Linked DNA regions of Zea mays: all the other regions are linked to region 1. The links are chromatin contacts, called in public Hi-C maps. All regions are on one chromosome and are shown on one strand. Each heading gives the region's core, a stretch centred on a gene start, on an enhancer-like site or on the middle of the called end of the contact. The rest is flanking DNA. Distances are from core to core; before and after follow the strand shown. Region 1 holds the start of LOC100194062. Region 2 holds the start of LOC100382229. Region 3 holds the start of LOC100501706 (Endoglucanase 25).

Region 1 (3,240 bases), core at 188-2,687:
GGAGGGATCCTGTTGGGGAGGAGAGATCCTATGATTTGTTTTGGTGTCGGTAGGCCATCTAAGACGCATTTAAACGACGTAGACTCGGAGTGAGGTGAATATTAGAGAAAGAAAAGTACGTTACTGTCTAATTCTAGGGTAAAATGCAAAGATCGAAAAATATATTGATTGATTATTGGTGTTTGCAATCGGTCGTACCCCTTAGTATATATAGGGGAGGTCTAGATTTGTTTCTAGCCGTACCCCTTAGTATATATAGGGTTGGTCTAGATTTGTTTCTAGACGTCTGACAACAGCAATCACAACTTTAGAGTCATAAACTTGTGCGCGGCTTTAGAAGGATAAACTCGTGCGAAAAAGGGTTAGTTGTGCCTGATTTGATCTATTCGCGAACTGTCCGCCCTCCGCGCCTATGGGTGGGCCAGACGGTTCGGACCGTTCATCCGTGTCTAGTGCCACAAATGATGCTCTTTTCCGGTCGGAAATTAGCTGCTGACGAATGCCTGTTTCCTCAATTTGTTTATGCACGATTTGAAGTCTTGTTATTGAAGTCGTTCCCATAACTGTAGTGTGCTTATTGTTCCTAGTGCATAATGATGCGTTAAATTGCTCACATTCCATGGGCCATGGTTGAGCAAGACTTGGAACATTTCCAGGAGTCCACTTAAATTGAATCTCCTATATTTTTAAACGTGCTTCCTACCTAAATCTTTCTTTCGCACAACAATTCCATCATCTTAAACACCCTATATTTTTAAATGTGCCACGTAAGCAATATGTTTAATTGCAACAATGAGATTGGTGTCACGAAATGGGCGCAATAAAAGTAAAATGAAATAAAAATGACTAGTGCACTTTAGGATGACTTCGGAATGCAAGTGTATAATTCTGAGCTACATGGTTTTAAGACAAAAACGAATACACTTATATGTGTGTCTAATAATTTTATTTCACACATACAGGGAAATTGTAACACCTTAAATCCATCAATTAAAACAATCTAATTTGATTCACTTTCATTGGAATTTTTTTTGAATAATTAAAGTAGTGATGTAACAAGGTTTAACAAATTTTGGTGAATAACTAAACCTACTGAGTGATTGATTTCATTTATTATTGTATCATGATTTTTTGTGTGAAGTCTAATTTATTAAAATAATAGTTTTGTCAAATTTTTTCGAGGATTAGATAACTTAAATCATATAATATTATTTATTATGATTTCTTTGGAATATATATATATATATATTATGTGAATTTGGAAAAAAACAAAAGAAAAAAAGTGAGAAACGAACGCTCGGCCAGAAGCCAGGCATTCATTCTCGCGTCTTTCTTTTTCTTTATTGTGCACAGGACAGGTGGGTCCCACATGGTGTCCCTCTCTCGACCCTTTCTTCTCCCTGTGTTGCTTGCCAGCCGAGCCGACGCAGCCACGACTGCTCGTCTCTCTGCCACCGCGCGCAGTCCCGCCTGCTTCTGCGCCGTTGTGCTCAGCCTCACCCACGTCTGATCCGTTTCCTCCATGTCGCGGCTGTTTCTCCTTACGACCAATGCAGCCGCCATCAATGGTTGAAAACGGAAGCTTCAATGCGTTCAATCGGCCGCCACGACTTAATTCTCCCCTCCGTGATTCTCTCCTTCTCCCAGCTATAAAGCGTGCTTGCCAGTCCTCATTTCCAAAGCCCCAACACTCAATCTCTGCTCTCCTCCTTGCACACGCTTGCACAGCCTCTATCATCGTGTTCTGTACGCCGCGAGCTCTGCTCCCCCTGCTCACTGCCCACACACAACAATCGTGCTGCCACTCACGGTCGTTAGCTTGTTCGAGCTCTGCTTCCGTGCACAGCGCGAAGACGAGACCTATTGCCCCTTGTCGGAGCTCCGCCCTTCGCTGCTGGTGCTCCTTCCTCTGCTTCCCTGCAGCGCCGTCCGCCGTCGCCGATCTCGACGCCGTTCTTCCCCTCTCCTGTTCGACATTGCTGCGAGGTACAAGATGAGCAATATGTAGCTTAGCCTCTAACTTTTTTTTGTGTAGAACTCGTTTATATGTTTAGTTCAAAAGAGTTAAATTAGGTCCCTGTAATCCTATGTGATACACCCCAAAGTTTATAGTTAATAGAGGATCTAATCCCTGCATCGTTTTGTTATTTCAAATTTATATATTTTAGAGTTAGAATGACGTGTAATTTGAATTATTAGCTTCATGTGTGTGTGATAAAATATTTTATCTAGTATCTCTGCTGTCTTTTACATTTGTGCATTTTAATATGAATATAGTAGTTGAGAATTAATTTAAATATAGGTTCTATAAAAGTTAAGTCAAAGGGAAATACAACTCAAGTAACTTATACTTAGTGGTAGTAAATAGAGGTTTAGACTATTAATCTAAAAGTGTTGAAACGGTTGAACTACTGATCATGACGACCATAGTTTAAATAGTAGCTTAATATAAGTTATCTAATGATCCTTAGATTATATCTATTAAATATTATTATAGTGCCGTGAGGTAGATTTGCAAATGAAAAGTTCAAAAGGAAATATTACCCACGTGCTTTCCGATAGAAATACAATAAATTAACTCTTAATTTTCTAGATTCCATAAATTTTGAGCTAGCGTTATATTTACGGATTTTTTTTAAATGAATCTATATAGTGTGTGTGTTTCCATGATTAATTTACCATATAGTCTTTTATAGGAAAATGGTGAAACAAAATAATTAGTAAGTCATGTCATTAGCAAATAAGATGATCGTCGATATGGATAGACTTATATTATAGTTGCAAATCACGTTTTATTTTTAGATGTCTTCCTTTTATAAGTATAATTTGTAAAGTGTATGTTTCATTGTTTGTTGAATGGTGTATGTTTATTTATTGGTGTATGCTTTCTTTTTGTATGGCGACGTGCGACGTTATTAGAAGCTGATTGTGTGGTAGAGGATCCGAATTCATGTGAGGACGATCCGCAGGATACTTTTGAGCAAGGCAAGTGGATTCTCCCTCTGCATATTGTTTTTGTACCCAATCATTACATATAATAATGTTTACTTTTTGATATACTGCATAATTTGATGGGTTTTACCTAATTAAGGATTTCCTAGATTTACCAACTGTATTCCTTGTTTAACCTGGGAAATTATTAAGCTTTGCAAATTTGTGCTACCGCTCAACTTAATGATTTTAATGTCACTCATTAATTGGTATTAATGTTCCAAAATTGAAAATGGCAATTATGACATT
Region 2 (3,240 bases), core at 478-2,977, 440 kb after region 1:
CCCCTTCGAATTTTCTAGCTATGATATAGATGATGAAGAGGGGGAGGAAAGAGAAATGGAAGGGATGATGACACCTGCCACAAATCCTGGCTTCGGTCCCTATACGCACGCAGCCTGGTTTCATTTAAAAAAGAAATTAGCTATGCAGCTGAGCTCATAGAAAAGAAACTTCCAACATAGCAGGAATGATGAAAATTAAGGAAAGCAATAATGCTCTAAGGTCCCAATTACAGCGTGTTTCTACTCCTTATGTCGAGGCTCTTTACACGTAACACTTGCACAACTTACTTATTGTGTTTCCTTCTCCCTTCTCGAATGAAAGGTTCCAAGAAGGAAGGCTATGGCTATTGCTCTGCTCTAAGGTTGTTTTCAACACCGGCATCATGCCATTAAACGCACGAGACTTGCTGTGCTATGAATTGGTGACTGTTTCTATGGTTTTGTGTAGGGATTGTGTGTGTGTGGGTCCGTTAGGACACTGTAGGGGCTAGTTTAGAAGGAAGGGGAGACAACCCAAGGGATAAGAAATTTTATATAGATAACTAAATATCTTATTTGAATGTCATCTCTGGAAGATTGCTACCTAGAAAATAACATACACCCTAAAACTACCTCAAGCAGACTCATTATCCACTCACTATCTCCCTCTCTATTTTAAATTTCACTCTACAAACAGTATAACCTATAGAGCAAAACAATAATTTCTATGGTCGTTTACATAGCCTGCTAGAGATAACCTAACAGAATTTGAGTTTTCAAACTAGCCCGTAGAATTAAATATCTACCCTTGCAAAGTTAGGGAGGTTAAATGTACGTGTACCCATCCAGGGAGTAAGTATGTGCCACGAAGTCACTCTTTGAGACTACTATTCTGTGCCACCGCAATTATACAGGCTTCAATCAATCATCACAAATCCCCATCACGGCCTTCAAAGCTTGAAAAAAACAGTTGTGAAGAAAGGACCTCTGTGTTTAGCATTACAATCCTCAAATCCAGTAGAACACACGAGCTGAAACCGATGCTTGAAAATTGTGAACAAAACACTATTTTATACTATAAACTGCATTTTTTATAGAGTATGTTTTAATATGAGTATGAAGATGAGTAAACTGTTAGATAACCTTAACCATGCTGCGGTCAAAAAAAAAGGGGACAAAAATGCAGTTCGTAGAAGATGCGTGTGTGTGTTCCGGTTCTAAAAAAAAAGGCAAGATGCCACAGTGAACAGTGATGAAACTATGAAAGATGAGAGATATATCATATATAGATGAGAAACAGCAGAACTGAGGTCAGAGTCAGACAGGCGGGTCTTCTCCGTCGGAGAAAAATCAGAGAAAACCTTTACCAGGTTCCATCTAGGTGTCGTTTTATCTGGAATTTTGCAACACCATCCCGGCCCGCAGCATCAAATTGACTTCACTGTGGGCACGAGGACTATCAGTCCCAACCGACGTCACGTCCCAACGGCCGTGGCTTATCTTCGCAAATCGAGGCTCCCTGTCGCCGGAGCAACTCTCGGCGCGTTCCGGTTCAGCGATCTCTACAGTTTTTCTTCTTCTTCTGAAACACCTTTGTATGTCTCTCTGCATTTTCCACCAACCAAAAGATTCTACAGAGAAGCACGCCAAATGATGGGCGATAGTGTTTGTTTAATCCCCCACCTAATTGCCTCTCCTCTTTAGAACAACCGTCATCATCACTAATCTCTGAATCGGCACCGTCACCACGAACAAACACTAGCGCAGGCGCAGTACGGTACGGGCATGCTCAGGACTTGCCGTAGAACGAGGGTTATGCCGCGTGCGGATGACTGCTAGCTCTTTCTTGCTCAGGCAGCGGTAGGAGTGGGCTGGGCGTGCTTGGACTAGCTAGCTAGCTAGTGCTCCATTCCATCGGAGCCTGGCTTCGCTTTCAAGTCAAGTCGACGCCACCATTTCCCCCGGCCCGTCCTGTCTATTGGCTCCGTTGGGTGCACTGACTGCACACCTCATCATGAGGCGCATCATGGAGTTCGGTTGTGGTGCAGGTGGTTGCTGTTCTGCTGCGCCCCCCACGAGCTTTTTGCTGAGTGGCAGTGTCCGCTGGGCTGGGCGACCTAAAACCGCACCTCGGGGCCGCGACCTCGGCATGCAGGGTTCCGCGCGCACGGAGCAGCCAGCAGCTGGGTGCAGCCGGAGGACGACGATGGGGTTCCTTCTCGCCGTGGCCGTCCTGCTCTCCGCGTGCGCGCAACAGTGCTCGGGCACGACAGACAGCCAGGACAGTGAGTACCATGCATTCAGTACCATGCATTTTTCACTTGCTCTCAGATCGATACCGTTCTCTTCTCTTCTCTGCTCGATTGCTCTGGCTTCTCTCTGCCCATGATCAGGGAACTGTGATACTAGTAGTTCCCTTAGTAAAAAGTGAAAGATCTACTCAAGTACGTAGTAGAGTAGGAAAAAAAAGAATCAATTGAAACGAGGAGTTCCGTTGCAGCTTCCGTGCTCCGGGCGTTGATGGATCAGTGGCAGAACGCGCCGCCGTCCTGGGGCCAGTCCGACGATCCCTGCGGAGAGTCGCCGTGGGAGGGCGTGACGTGCGGCGGCGACAAAGTGATCTCCATGTAGGTGTCCGTCCGCGCGCACAGCTCTGACACAAAAAAAAAAAAAACTCCACTGCACACTCATTCCACTATACTCAGTCTGCTTGAGCTTGACTTGCATGCATGGGACTCTTTCAGAAAACTTTCCACCATGGGCATCCAAGGAAGTCTAGCTGCTGACATAGGCCAGCTCAGTGACCTGCAATCCATGTATGTGGAATCACTCACCCAGCTAATAATTACTGCTCTTGCAGTTTGCCACGGTGAAGTGTGAACCATTGGCTTGGCTAATCGTGCGTGTGCAGGGACCTGTCATTCAACAACGAACTCGGCGGCGTGCTCACTCCGACCATCGGGAACCTGAAGCAGCTCACCACCTTGTAAGTTCTTGATGACGCGTCACTCCTGTGTGTTTCTTCTCCTTCTTAGTTTCTCTGCTGCCTTGTTTTGTTTTGAGAAGGTAAACAGTAACGGTTTCTCTTTTTTTGTGCAGGATTCTGTCCGGTTGCAGTTTCCATGGCACCATCCCCGATGAGCTAGGAAGCCTGCCAAAGCTGTCCTACATGTAAGAACTCCTCGTTCTAGCTGTAGTGTCCGTCCTTCTCGCGCTTCTGAAGCCCGCTATTTTTTTTTTATATAAAGTTTGACATCGATC
Region 3 (3,240 bases), core at 436-2,935, 340 kb after region 1:
TGAGTAAGCCTTATTGTCCTTGAATACAATCGACGCTGCAGCTAATGCTGCAGCCATTTCTGCAGCAAGATCTGAACAAGCGTGGCACTCAACCACTGGACGTGGGTAGTCAATGTCCTCTGGCCTCATCCAACAATAACGATCATTGGGCTGCGTTGAACCGGGCGATGTTGCAGTACTTCCCACCTGCACCCTCCCCATAATTCAGATTAGCAATGGCCTAGTGGCAACAGGCAAGACCCAACTCCAAATACATATCTATTTCAGATGAAATATTTACCTGTGCAACGACACGATCAATGCTATCGGCTGTGGAATTAAAGGTCTTCAAGAAGTAATCTGAACCCCACTTGATAATGTCACGGACATGGCCAAGTTCCCCAGCAGCATCGTACTTAGCACTGTACTCAATGACGCTCCAGCTGAGGAGGGTCATGGAGAAGGCAGCTGGGAAATTGAATTTGACAGCGTCGCCAGCATCATAGTACCCGCCGACCAGGCTTCGCCGAACTGCAGGATCAGAAAGTCCGTCCTTCATGCAAGAGTTACCACGCCATGGTATATTGTTGTGCTTCGGAAGCTTCCCGGCTGCAGCAAATTGAACAAGGAAGATATCAACGAAATGTAACTTTTTTATTCGGAAATCACTTGTTCAAAATGCAGCTTAACCATCTAACTTGGATTTTCAGCTAAGAGCGCCTTAAATAAGTTTCAATAAAATCGCGCTGCAGGTTTCCTATAGCCTTTTCCCCTAAAAAAGCGCCCTAAATACCGTCTTTTGAACTGGCGTTCCAAATCACTTCACTAGAAAAATGATGAATTCAAAAAATGTTGATACTTCGCTGTCCACAAACCAGAAGAAACAGCACAGAAAACTGAACTGATATTTCCTATTCTATTAAAGAAAATTGTCTTAGAAATCAATCTTTGGCACGTAAGTTTCTCGAATCAGCTGAGACGGCCTCAGTATTTCTAAGTTCTAACGCATCGCCATCACAGACACATTAAAAAAACAATCTTTCCAACACTCCGCCCACGCAATGGCAAAACCACAGAAGAAACAGAGTTACTACTCACATCTCTGGCCATTGAAGAACATGAGCGCCTTGTGCAGCGCGACGGTGTAGTCGTCGGGCGGCGGCGGCGGGCGGTGGCGCCTGGGGATGGCCTTGGCGATCCCGGCCACGACCCCCGCGAATACGGCGGCGGCGAGGAGCACCCCGAGCGTCCAGACGAAGAGCTTGCGGCTGACGACGAGGCAACCGATGTCGACGTACTTCTTCTTCTTGCGGCCCGGGTCCCCGGGCCCCGCCAGCAGCCAGCTCTGCTGCGTCTCGTCGAGCGTCCGCGACAGCGCGCCCCGGTCGATGTCCAGGTTCCGGCTGCGGTCGTCGTCCGTGGCCGAGTCGTGGCATATCTCCAGCGGCCCGCCCCAGGGGTCCCTCCCGTACATGCTCATCTCGCCCCTCCCCGCCTAACTAAGACCCTGTCAACAAGGTACAGCCTCCCCTTCCTCCTCCTAAATGCCACCGCGCCGGTCGATGCCTCCTCGTGAGACGACGGGCGCAGCGCGATCTTCCGGCGGCGCTGGTGAGGGGGGATACCGGGATAGGCGAGCTGGAGCTGAGGCCTGGTGAAGTGGGATTTGCTGGGACTGGCCGACTGGGAGAGAGGGCGGCCCGAATGGTGGCGGTGGGAGGGAAGGTGGCGGTGGGACTAGGAGTGGGATAGGACGGATGTCTGCTGTACTTGGTTGCTGGCTTGTTTCGGAGAGATTTTGTAGTAGTGTACTCTAGTGTGGTGATGGCATGTTGGGTTCCTCGTCCGGGACGATCAGTGCACGTTTCGTGCTCACCTGTTTGGTGCCGAGTCTTTGTTTTATCGCTGTCAAGTATCTACAGGTGTTTCGACAGAGTTTTAGATGCTTCAGGATGGCCGACTATCCTGCATCACTTTTATTTGTTTATAAAAGCTGATCCTTCTTGAATGTCTGAGAATCTGAGTCGTTGGCTTCCTTCTTCAATAAATTACTGTGGTATTTTCTTACTTAGATAAAATAATACAATATTTTCTTAGTCAACCAGGCCCTAAATTATAAATTATTTCAAACTTATATAAATTATTATTATTATACTAAATAAGTATTATTAGATTCTAAGATATCTAAGATAAGCACGTTTAACCTAGAAATTCTTTCGAAATAGGTTTAAAAATGTGAATCTTATTGGTATAAATATTCTATTAATCCTATTAAATCTTAGGCTAGAATTTCCCACATGATCTAAGACAAAGGTAGGGTGGCCCTAACCCTAAACCCTTCTCTGCATTCCTTCTTTCAAACCTAGCATGCGCTACCTTAGTGACAATATCATCATGTCATTCTTTCCTTGCAAGGAAAATATAATAAGTTGGCCGTCTACAATAAAACAAGGTCACAAAATAATTATAGTCCAAATACTTATTAAACAGTCTAGCAATGAGGTTTTTATGAGATGTATTTGACTTTTTCCACCTCATGTCTTTGAATCCTAAACATACTACACATTTGTACTTGGATGTATCAGGTGAAGTGGTTCTCATTCCCATGCTTGACGACGTTTCTCTTTGGGGGACTTAATGATATTGTCGACAAGTTGAGATCCATACTTTAACTTTTATTGTGTTACTTATTTTTGTCTAATTGTATTCTCGTATTCATGTCTAAAATTTATCCACTCAATCACATTTCTACTATTGTGTTAAAAATAGTCATTACATGCCACAATATCAAATTGAAGTTTTTCTTAGATGATATAATCAATCTCATCATACTCAACCATATGACCACACCAATGCCCTATTCCTAGTTTAAAATGAACTAGACCATAGTGGGCTTCAACACCGTATTTGCACAATACTAAAAGGCTATGATATGGTCAGTCTCTTTCTCCTTTTGTTTTGGCATCTAGATAATGACACTTAGGTTGATACATCTACTCACTGAAATGCCACTTCATATATTGTGTTGTAAACGTTGACGAGTTATTAATTTTAGGCAGACAAATACAAGGTTTTTGAGAAACAAATATGTGCTTACTTCATTCTTGTTAGCACACTCAAACTCAAGCAAAGTTCTAGGTGCAATCATAGACCTCTGAAGTCGCAATGAGGAGGTTCTCAAGCCATTCACTAGTGATCGTCATTGGCAAAGTGATAGTCGCCTAGAGGGGGGGTGAATAGGGCGAAACTGAAATTTACAAA

Evidence for each region. A called contact is a pair of places that touch in the nucleus more often than the background predicts.
Region 2: a contact with region 1 is called in a Hi-C map of ear, with 5 times the contacts expected there. The contact joins the promoter of LOC100382229 here to the promoter of LOC100194062 in region 1. A contact is called at or near these places in 3 of 25 Hi-C or Micro-C datasets (ear, endosperm and tassel).
Region 3: a Hi-C map of ear shows a contact between it and region 1, with 2.2 times the contacts expected there. The contact joins the promoter of LOC100501706 here to the promoter of LOC100194062 in region 1. A contact is called at or near these places in 2 of 25 Hi-C or Micro-C datasets (ear and tassel).

The regions. Positions count from the first base shown.
Region 1 is chr1:53,929,519-53,932,758 of Zm-B73-REFERENCE-NAM-5.0, forward strand. LOC100194062 reads left to right here and starts at 1,438. Exons shown (of 3, transcript NM_001139118.1): 1 at 1,438-1,986; 2 at 2,920-2,985. The coding sequence starts at 1,551.
Region 2 is chr1:54,372,136-54,375,375 of Zm-B73-REFERENCE-NAM-5.0, forward strand. LOC100382229 reads left to right here and starts at 1,728. Exons shown (of 18, transcript NM_001363303.1): 1 at 1,728-2,264; 2 at 2,480-2,606; 3 at 2,724-2,795; 4 at 2,891-2,965; 5 at 3,079-3,150. The coding sequence starts at 1,994.
Region 3 is chr1:54,270,314-54,273,553 of Zm-B73-REFERENCE-NAM-5.0, forward strand. It overlaps LOC100501706 (Endoglucanase 25), which reads right to left and starts at 1,686. Exons shown (of 6, transcript NM_001196379.1): 1 at 1,078-1,686; 2 at 281-588; 3 at 1-186. The coding sequence starts at 1,459.